2 separate regions of the Pan troglodytes genome follow, and region 1 is linked to region 2. A link is a contact called in public Hi-C data. All regions are on one chromosome and are shown on one strand. The core of a region is the stretch at or near the end of the contact, and the rest is flanking DNA. Distances in the headings are between cores, read along the strand shown. Region 1 overlaps ARHGEF28 (Rho guanine nucleotide exchange factor 28). Region 2 holds the start of GFM2 (GTP dependent ribosome recycling factor mitochondrial 2).

What was found. A called contact is a pair of places that touch in the nucleus more often than the background predicts.
Region 1: a Hi-C map of stem cell-derived neural progenitor cells shows a contact between it and region 2, with 4 times the contacts expected there. The contact joins the enhancer-like site here to the promoter of GFM2 in region 2. A contact is called at or near these places in 1 of 7 Hi-C or Micro-C datasets (stem cell-derived neural progenitor cells) and 1 of 1 datasets of contacts at active chromatin or transcription factors (stem cell-derived excitatory neurons).

The regions. Positions count from the first base shown.
Region 1 is chr4:42,154,505-42,159,948 of NHGRI_mPanTro3-v2.0_pri, reverse strand. ARHGEF28 (Rho guanine nucleotide exchange factor 28) reads left to right here. Exons shown (of 35, transcript XM_016953152.4): 28 at 1,807-1,938; 29 at 5,019-5,119. Among named protein-coding and RNA genes, the nearest start is that of ARHGEF28, 270 kb to the left of the region's middle. Within about 2 kb of position 3,153, at least 5 of the 24 cell types and tissues checked have an H3K27ac peak or open chromatin away from gene starts, as enhancers often do. A contact at or near this core is called in stem cell-derived neural progenitor cells, where this site is marked.
Region 2 is chr4:41,283,908-41,289,474 of NHGRI_mPanTro3-v2.0_pri, reverse strand. It overlaps GFM2 (GTP dependent ribosome recycling factor mitochondrial 2), which reads right to left and starts at 2,301. Exons shown (of 21, transcript XM_001150063.6): 1 at 2,085-2,301. It overlaps NSA2 (NSA2 ribosome biogenesis factor), which reads left to right and starts at 2,430. Exons shown (of 6, transcript NM_001246638.2): 1 at 2,430-2,510; 2 at 4,078-4,265; 3 at 4,361-4,511. The coding sequence starts at 2,508.

The DNA.
Region 1 (5,444 bases), core at 1,904-4,403, 870 kb before region 2:
CTTTTTGAGATGAGGATTGAGAAATGAGAAGCCAGCTGTCTCAAAAGCTTGGGGAGGATCATTTTGGGCAGAGAGAAGGAAGTGCAAAGCCCCTGAGGCTGCAGCGAGCTTCAGGTGTTTAAGGAAAGAAGGGAGGCCAGGGTAGCAGATGTCAGCGGGGGTCACCGTGAGATGAGGTGGTGTGGGCCAGGCAGACTGGGATCAGATCATTGTAGGCCGTGTTTAAATAATTTTAAAAGAGGATGTTATTCCAAATGTGATGGAAAGCATTGGAAGCTTTTAATCATGGGTGTGGCGTCATCTTATTTATGTCTTAAAACACTGGCTGCTGAATGGACAAGAGATTAGGAGACAAATCTGCCTGGAGACCTGTTAGGAAGTAATCACAGAAGTTAAGATGAGCCTTGGTCTAGACCAGTGCCATTGACAACGGGAGCAGAGAGAAGAGGCCGAGTCGAGATATATTTTAGAAATAAAGTCAAGAAGAAACTTCCAAGTGGGTTGACAAGAAGCAGTGACCTCCCTCATTGTCTTTGATAAAGGCTTGATGAAATAAATCGCCCACTCTCAGTATCAGCCAGTGGCTTTAACTTTCTCCCTCACCAAAACTTTCACTAACACTGGGTTGTACGCTCATCTGCTTCCATTCCTCTGGCACACTGTGACAGAGGTGCCGGGGCAGCAGCGGACCCAGCTGCTTAGAACCCAGGGCAATGGAGGTGCCGCGTGAGCCGCAGTTGGATAATCCACCCTGGGTCACTGACCATCCAGCCCCATTTGCAGCCGAAAGATCAAGCAGGAGTTCTTATCAGAGTGAGGGAGTTATCTTCCGACAAAAAGCCAGTTCAGTAGTGCACCTTGAATCTTCTTCCTGGGACTTCACTCTGCTGGACAGCTTTTCCTCCTTCCTTTCTTTTCTTCTGTCTCTTCCTCTTGAAACCCATCCATCTTTCCAGGTCCTGCTCAGTTTTCACCTCCTGTAAAAACATATTCCGAATCCTAATAGCTAATAGAATGCTCTTCCTCCTCCATGCTGCAGTAGCATTTATAATGCTCTAATAATGCTGATGGAGACGAGTGCTGATCACATGCTTCTGTATGGTCTAGTGGGTTGTGTATGTCTCTTTCTTCCTCCAATCTGTAAACTCCCCTCTTAGTTGTCAAATGCCCAATATCCCCTAGAACAGGTGCTTATTTAAAATATAGATCCTGTTTTCTCCTCCAGAGAATCAAATCCAGTAAGTCTAGAGCCAAAGACTGGGAATCTGTATTTCTAAAGACAAGTGTAGGGAAAATACTCTTTTGAGGAATAGCTAATATTTCTGGGCAACAGGTTTTAAAATTTTAATGCCTGGTATATTTATACTAACTGAATGACAGGAAGTTTTTAGGCATACCAATTTACTGAAAGTTGCATTTGAGATATTTTAATATAATGGGTTTATAGTTTTTTATTGAGTTAATTCTCTGTCGTAAAATGATGCTAAAAGTATTGGTCTAGATTAAAGATCTGCAAACTTTTCCTATAAAGGGCCAGATATTAAGTATTTTGGGTTTTGTAAATCACACAGTCTCTGGGGTGTGTGTGTGTGTGTGTGTGTGTGTGTGTGTGTGTGTGTGTGGTGTGCGCACGTGCGTAGGCACATGCCCATGTTTTGACAACCTTTAAAAATGTAAAAATCATTTTTAGCCCCTGGGTCATATAAAAACAGGGACAGGCCAAATGCAATTTGCCAATTCCTGGTCTAGATTAAATATATACCTATCTTTGTTTTTTAGATTTATTTTTGTTTTTCTCCATCTTAGCTGAGAGCCTACAGGTTGCTGTGAAGGCCTCACAGATGGGCGCCGTGAGTCAATCATGTGAGGACAGTTGTGGAGACTCTGTCTTGGCGGACACACTCAGTTCTCATGATGTACCAGGATCACCGACTGCCTGTAAGTGAAAATGCAGGCCTTGGCAATGAGCCTGAGCACAATCCCTGGAGCTTACAGTGGCCACATAAAGTAAAGGCAATGACTGTCTCTGGTTGAAGGGGACTTGATATATTTTTTTAAATTAGAAAAAAACTGAGAATAAATATGCTAGCCTAAATGAGTATCATATGCATATAATAATGACACTGGGGTTTCAAGTATGAGGATCTAAAGAGTAGTTGGTGGGTTCTACTGCTCTGTTTGCCAGCCAAATATCGGACCTTCCCCAACCCCTACCCTGCCTCATTTTTGATATGATTTATTCATTACAGTTTTGAAAGAACTTTTTAACTTTTCAGGTTTTTTAAAAAAGGAGTCCCTGCGGTCAATTACAGAACAAGCCCTTAAACCTAATCTCATGTGCATCAACTGAGAAAACAACTCAGAAAACCAGAAATATACACACGGCTCCCTCCGTCTCCCTCCTTTCTCTCTCCCTCTCTCTTTCTCTCTCTCTCACACACACGAAGTTTGGTGGTATGGTTAAAGCAGAAGTGCCAGAAAATTCTTGATCTGTGCCATCCTACACTTTAGTTCATGTCAGAATTCATTTATGAAAACATTGTTTCAAAACATTTTAAATATAAAAAAAATAGAATGTAGAGATTTGGTTTAGGTAATTTCCCCGAACCTAGCTATCCTGTTATATGTATAGTTGTAGGCTACTTAGTTCCATAAAGGTTTCTAAGATAAGAGCATAAAGAGTATACTTTTCATCCTGTGCAGGTGGTAACAACCTTACTTCCACAAGGTCTTATGTGCGTAAGATAAAATGGATAAAATGTCTTCAGTAGTTAGAGATCAGAAGATTAAATTGAACTCAAGATTGGAAGATTAAATTGAACTCAGAACTTCTTTAACAACATCCCTTGATTAATTAAGATATATAGATGCAGTATAGCTTTTTAATTCTATACTTCTTTTTTTTTTCTTTTTTAAACATCAGCACCACTAATTATCTTCCTCTCTCAAGTTCTGCTTTATCTAATCCTGAGTTTCTATTTTCAGAATGCGCACATATGTTTTTCATTTTGACACAGCCCAGATTCATCAGGGGAGTTGTACTGCCCTGGGTGATTTCCTTTTAAAAGAAGAACCTCATTATGCCATTGAGGAGTCTCTGTCTAAAAATACGTGCAGGGATCTGCTGCTCTCAGCCTCGCCCCAGGGACAGCTGGAGAGGCTCCCCTCCGCAGCTGCCCGAGCCCGCGGCCGTGCCTTCCCTCCCTTCAGGCCAGGCAGTGAAGGTCTCCTTGTCTGTATCCACATCTCTCATGACTGGGGAGAGTTTCAAAGGGACACCCGTGGCATTTGCCAGAACCATTGAGAGGCTCTTTAGAGGGGTCTGATATCGGGATTCAGGTAGAGGAAGTACCGAAGCCGGCTGGTGGGGTCCTGTACCCCAAGGCCTCTTCAGTTCTGGGTCAGACTGGAACATGGTGCTATGAGAGTTTGATTCTCTTTATAAAGTTGTTCAAGGCACAAGGCTAGCTCTAAATGGAGGTCTACAACTGTGACTGAATGGGTCGGTTCTGCAAATGACTTGGAGAACTGGGCTCTTCTGCATCAGGCTTATGTCAGCCTGAGGTTATAAGCCAAGCAGACAGCTCTATTTTCAGTCTTCAGTATACATGATGAGTATCTTCTACTTCTAGGAAAGTTCTGTTCACTGGAGACCCTCTGGCCCACCCTGAAATTGGATACAGGGACAGGGACCTGATCTGTGTTTTATTCTTCTGCCTTGTCATCAGCTTCTTTCCCATTTGATTTTCCTAATTTCTATGAGGGAGTGAGAAACAGAGTGGTGAATTCTTTAGTGATGCCTTTGGCCACTCTTTAAGAGTTAGGAATAGCACCCAATAGTAGAACCATTTTTCAAATGACAGAGAAACCTATAAAATGTCCCTCATTGTAAGTGAATAAGTGCTGATCAGCTTGAACAAAATGGACTTGTTTTTAGCTGATCTCATCGGAAGCCGTTTCCGTTTAGACAAAAACTTCTTTGTATTAGAAGAGGTCTTTGAAATCCTAGAGGACTCTCATTTTCCAAAGACATAAGTATTTTTGTTAAAGAAAAAGGCATTTCCTATATTGGAAATAAAGTTTCAAAATGACACAATAAAAATTATACAAACAAACAGTGTCACAAAGTGAATATCGATTTTGTCAGGGTCTGGATTGGACATGGTTCTAATAAAACACTGTTTTGGGCTTTGAAAATTCTAGTTTTAATCAGTGCAAGGTGGGCACAGTTTAAGTTTTAACTGAGTTCACATGGGTAAAGAAAGAAAGAAAATCCTGCCAACAGAGATTTAATGGATGAAGTGAAATCTGTATTTGGTACTTAAAAATATTTCGGGACTAGTTTCTATGTTTTCATAGTTTAAATACATAGTATTTGTAAATCTAAAGCATAACAAGAAATGTGAGAAAAACAACACATTTAGAAATTGTTAAAAAATAAGTTATTCAGAGATAGGGACAGGTTCTTGGTTTGTATGACTATGAGACCGTGAAGTATTAGCCATCTCCGCCTTCCTAGAAAGATGTCTCCCTCCTGCTTCGGACTCCTCCTTCCTCCTAAACCTTGTTTATCGTCTGCTGCTCTTGCACTGGCCACAAGAGAGACTTTTTACAGACTTGAGTCTGCCAAGAGACCTTGCTTTTGTTCTACAGCACCTGTTTAAATTTCATCCTTCCCAGGAGGCATTTTCCTATTAAGTGAGAGTGAGATGTAGATTCTACCCTCTGTAACACAAACAACACACGAACACTTCAGTGCAAGAAAGAAAAGTACAAAGATGGTGATACTTTGTGCGGTTCGTCAGTTGCTGTCTGTTAGCGTGTAAGCCCCATGTGGGCAGGGACCACATGCGTTGCTCTGCGCTCATCCAAGCACCTCATCTAAGAATACTCAATATGTATTATTTTGTGGTGTTTCCTATTTTGAAATATGTGTTGGCCGTGTACAGAAGAACCCGGTGGGCTGGCCGATGTTTGACGCTGTCCTTTTTGTTTCTGTCTCGATGGCGTGCTTCCAGCATTAGTCACAGGAGGGAGAGAAGGAAGAGGCTGTTCGGATGTGGATCCCGGGATCCAGGGTGTGGTAACCGACTTGGCCGTCTCTGATGCAGGGGAGAAGGTATTGTGAACTGATTTGTTAGTAAACGGCAGCGGTTACTGTCTATAATAAAATAGCCTCAGGTTCTGGTCTGTCACGGCAGTCAGTGGGACAAAGGTGCTTTTCTGAATTGTTCTCAATTGATTTAAATATTCATATTTAAACTTTCTAACTTATTTCTTCTTCAAATGTGCTTGCACTTCCTGTGTCATGTAGGTGTAAACAAAGCAACGATTGAAAAGTTATTAAAAAGATTAAAAACTCTCCTGTGTATATGTGTGTCTGTGCTCTCTGACTTCTGGTCTTTCTGCCCTGCAAACCTTTGCTTCTCACCCACTATGTCTGG
Region 2 (5,567 bases), core at 1,052-3,551:
CTTGATCTCAGCTCCCTGCAACCTCTGCCTCCTGGGTTCAAGCGATTCTCCTGCCTCAGCCTCCCGAGTAGCTGGAACTACAGGCATGTGCCACCACACCTGGCTACTTTTTGTATTTTTAGTAGAGACGGGGTTTCGCCATGTTAGCCAGACTGGTCGTGAACTCCTGACCTCAAGTGATCTACCCACCTCGGCCTCCCAAAGTGCTGGGATTACAGGCGTGAGCCACCATGCCTGGCCTTGAATCCATTCCCTTTTCATTGGTAATGCCAAAGTTCAGGGCCTCATAGTCTCTCCACAGTTGTGACTGTAATAGACATTTAATAGACATTTTCCTCTTCTTTAACTCAGTGGTTGTCAATAAAAAGATAATTTGCACAACCCAGCCCTCCCCCGCCCAAGCCTATTCGTTCCCATTTATTCAACAAGAATTTACTGTGTGTCTGCCTACCCACTGCTTTCTAGATATCAGCGTTAATGCAGTGAAAAAAAGACAACAATCTCTGCCCTCATACTGCCTCTACCGTAGTCAGGGGATACAGACAACAAACAAAAGTAACGAATACAATACATAGTCTCTCCCATGATGATAGGGTGCTGTAGAGAAGAATGAAGCAGGAAAGAGGAATTGGGACAGTTAGAACTGTAAGTAAAGAGATCAAGGAAGGCATTCAAACAGTGACATTTAAGCAAAGACCTGAAGTAGATGAGGGAGGAAATTCGGGGGATTGAGGGACGGCGGGGAGGGGCACATTAAAGGCAAAGAGATTATATAACGTACTGTACCTAAAATATACAAATGCTAGTTACTATTTCTGGTTTTAAAGAGAATGATGAGATCACCTTAGAAAATGGAGCCTTAAAAAACTGCTTCAAAGGCCGGGCTCGGTGGCTCACGCCTGTAATTCCAGCACTTTGGGAGGCCGAGGCAGGTGGATCACCTGAAGTCAGGAGTTCGAAACCAGCCCGACCAACATGGTGAAACCCCGTCTCTACTAAAAATACAAAAATATTAGCTGGGTGTGGTGGCGAGCGCCTATAATTCCAGCTACTTGGGAGGCTGAACCAGGGGAATCGCTTGAACCCGGGAGGCAGAGGTTGCAGTGAGACGAGATGGCGCATTTGCACTCCAGCCTGTGCGACAAGATTGAAACTCCGTCTCAAAACAAAACAAAAACTGCCTCAAAGCCGGGCGCTGTGGCTCAAGCCACACTTTGGGAGGCCGAGGCGGGTGGATCGCTCGTACCCGGGAGTTCGAGACCAGCCTGGGCAACACGGTGAAACCTCATCTCTACAAAAACTACAAAAATCAGCCAGGCTTCGTGGCGCGAGCCTGTAGCTCGCTACTTTTGAGGCTGAGGTCGGAGGATCGCTTGATCCCGGGAGGTCGAGGCTGCGGTGAGCCGAGCTCGCGCCCCTGCACTCCAGCCTGGGCGACTGGGCGAGATGCCGTCTCAAAATACCCATAAAAACAAAAACAAAATACTGCCTCAAATACAAGCACTAAGAATTAATGAAAGTATTCTTTTGGTACAGTTCTTTTTGTTCATCAACTGAATCACGCTGCAAGCTGTGAAGTAATTAAGGGAACTTCTGCAACTGTGCAGTAAAAGGGTAAACCTGGCAGTGTATTTAAGTAGACGTACTTTCTGGTAGTTAATTACTTCTTGACACTAGGGGGCCACTAAATACAAGTCCACTCAGCATTTGATTCGGTGCACCAAAATGCCTCAGAAATTTCTGGAATCAGTCCTGTACCTCCAAAAAACCAGAATGTTATCTTCTTCTTTTCTAACAGCTGCAAAGGCCCAGTAGTTCCATTTTTCTGTACACTAAGTTTTCATTCCTCAGTATCCTTCACAATCATGCACACATTACACAGAGTGACCGGAACAAAGATGAGTCGACTTCGCCGAATGATAGAGAAAAACTTCCATACTGAGCGAACACCGAGGGGAGTCCGGAGGCCCTGTTGTCCTCCTCCGTGGCTGGCTGTGTCCGTCGCAGCCTGAAAGGTCAGCGGTACCCAGCGCTGTGACAGGGTCACAGGCGCGCGATGTCTCACAGCTCGGAGCAGTACTCACCTGGCATTAGGCCGCGTGCCGCAGGCCAGCTCTCACCGCTGGGCTGTTGAAGCAGGAGGCGCGAGCCGCGCCAAAGTCTGCAACGGCCTCAAGTCTCGACGCCAGCCTAGGCAAAAGGCAATGTATCTAAACGAAAAGAAAATAGGCTTTCTCCGCTCTACCGCCTCGGGCAGCCACACCTCCACACTTCCGGCGGTGTACCGGCCAAATGCCGCCTGCCAGCAACTTCCGTCCTCCTAGCTAAAAGCGGAAAACAGAGGCTCGGAACCGCTGCGTGGTTCTTGCTCTTCACTCGGCCGTTTTAAAGGGTGACCCTTTCCTGTCCCGGCCTGCGTGGCGTGGGCTTGTGGGTCTTTGAGACCCGAAAATTGAGAGCGTTTTCGCACTCCAGGGGCTGCTCCTGGCGGCTCTGCGGCCGTCACCATGGTAAGGAGGATGCCTCGGACGCTCGCGACACACAGCGTCTGAGTTAGTGGGACCTGAGGACTCTGGGGCGCTGGGGTAGGGGGTGAGTGGTGGTAGGCGGAAATGAGAACTGCCAAGAGAAAAGGATGGTAGACCCGTGGGGTGGGCTCTGAGGAGTGGAAACAACTTCACATTCGAGACACAGACGGTATTTGCCAGAACACAAGCTTTGGAGCAAGATTTTACTCTGTCCTGTTTTCTTTTTTCTTTTTGATCCACCGCTAAGAGTCCTAAAAATTCCTGATTTCACCACAAGCGTGGTTATCAGCCCCAGAGCCTAATGGGAATATGGTTGTGCCTTGTACAATCTTAGATGTCAGTCCCGCTCCCTTCATTTTACTGCTGAGGAAACTGAAGGCGTCCTTGCCAAAGACCAGACAGCTAATGAATTGCGAAGCCGGGCTTAACGGCCCAGATCTAACTGCCAGGTCCTTTCTCTTTCTGTTACGTCTCTATAATCTGCGTTTCTTTGCAAAATGGCATTCCATACACCCTTCATGTGATGGCTGCAAAGTTTATGTGATAGCAGTTGGTAGCAGCACACCTTGTTGGTTGTTACTTAACATTGCTCTCTGTGCTGGACTTGGCTTTGTATCATTTTTATTTTTGCAGCCTTAAAATACGAATAGACTCACGCCTGGCCGCGTGTTTAAAACGTGTCTAAAATGCAAAAAGCATCCCATACATTGCTGGTGAAAAGAAAAATAATGCACTTTTGGAAAACGGTCTGGCAGTAAACACACGTCCACATGAAGACTTGCATGCAGTTGTTTATTGCAGATTTATTCGTAATCACCCAAAACTGGGAACAACCCTGATACCTATCATCTGGTCAGCGGGTAAACAGTGGTGTATCCATACAATAGCATACTACTCAACAATAAAAAGGATTGAAGTTCCTATACCTGCAGCAAATTGGGTGAATCCCAAAAGCAAGAAACCAGATTCAAAAGGCTATGTACTACTGTTGATCCCTGTTTCAGTCTGGGAAAGGCGAAACTGTAGGGATAGGTATCAAACTGAGAGTTGGGAAAGAGGATTGACTTAAAAGTTACATAGGGAATTTTAGGGGGAAATGGAAATTCTCTGTATTTTGATTGTGGTGGTTACAGAACTGTGTAGTTAGGAAAAACTTAGAACTGTATACCTAAAAAGGACAGGTTTTACTGTGTGTAAATTATGCTTCAATAAAACTGACTTAAATTTTTTAAATGTGAAATGAAGGTGTTATTAAAAAAGCAAATTATGTCAAGGAAAAAAGATACTGTAATCAGTTCATCCCTTTTGTGGTCCAGTAGATTTTGGACCACTCCCTAATGAGATTATTAGAGATGTAAGTCCTGATGCCTCATATCATTCAAGACCAAAATTTAACTTACATCATGTGAATAAACTTAATGGTGCAAGAATCATTTAAGTAAGTGAACATTTGGATGAAACAGGGTCTTTGTGCTATGTAAAAGAAAGCATTTTAGAATGATTGTCAGTACTTTAAAAAATTAAAATAATATTTCTTCCATCATTATAGCCACAGAATGAATATATTGAATTACACCGTAAACGCTATGGATACCGTTTGGATTACCATGAGAAAAAGAGAAAGAAGGAAAGTCGAGAGGCTCATGAACGTTCAAAGAAGGCAAAGAAAATGATTGGTCTGAAGGCTAAGCTTTACCATAAACAGCGTCATGCTGAGAAAATACAAATGAAAAAGACGTAAGTGGTCTCATTTATTTGTCATAACAAGTTAACATCTTTTGAGTAATCATTATTAAAACAGATAATCTTGAATCTTTTTTCCTTCTTGGTAGTATCAAGATGCATGAAAAGAGAAACACCAAACAAAAGAATGATGAAAAGACACCACAGGGAGCAGTACCTGCCTATCTGCTGGACAGAGAGGGACAATCTCGAGCTAAAGTACTTTCCAATATGATTAAACAGAAAAGAAAAGAGAAGGCGGTAAGCAATAACAATTCAAGTCTTTGTTTTGTTTAGGAGAATTACTTAAATTCAAATTTGAGGTTCTTGTTTCTCGGTTTAATTTCAAACATGAAGTACAGCTGTTATTCCCATTATTTAGATGTTGAAGTCTTTGTAAATTTAATTAAAAACTTGCTTTCTCATCATAAGGTTTTAAAATTTAAGTTTTAAAAAAAATTTATTAGAATGCCATATGAAATTTAAAAGCTGGTAAGGAGTGAATTTCAAATTCAATATTTGTCTTCCTGTTTGAAAACCCACAGTGCTATGCAGTCATAAAGAAAAATACAAATGCTTCTTATTTGTGCTGCCCTGTAGTGCCAAACTTGGTTAAAAAGTAGAATGGTGGAAAACTCCCTGAGTTGTCACAAAAAATGTGGCTTTTTAAAACACCTGTAAATAGATTAGCAGAAATCCAGATAAAAGAATATGCAGTATTTATATTTAAAGAATTATTTTTACTGCCTTACACTATTTCAGTTTTTTCATAGAATTTGCACTCAAGGGAGGCATAAAACATCTGGTGAGGATTTTGTCTTGCTAGTGATTACAGATCCATCTCGGGAAGAAATACAGAGACATATTAAGAGGTGGAAACACTCTTCCAGTGTTATGCTATTAAACATTAGTAAACACATATACTGCTTATAGAAGTCACTATCGGCTGGGCACCGTGACTCACGCCTGTAATCCCAGCACTTTGGGAAGCCAAGGCAGGTGGATCACCTGAGGTCAGGAGTTCAAGACCAGCCTGACCAATGTGGTGAAACCCCACCTCTACTAAAAATACAAAAATTAGCTGGGTGTGGTGGTGTGTGTCTGTAGTCCCAGCTACTCGGGAGGCTAAGACAGGAGAATTGCTTGTACCCAGGAGGCGGAGGCTGCACAGTGAGCCAAGATTGTACCACTGCACTCCAGCCTGAGCAACAGAGCGAGACTCCATCTAAAAACAAACAAAAAAAAATCACCACCACATTACAGGTTTCTTACCCATAACACAGCATTAAGATTTTTAGCTTAAGCCAACCATTTATT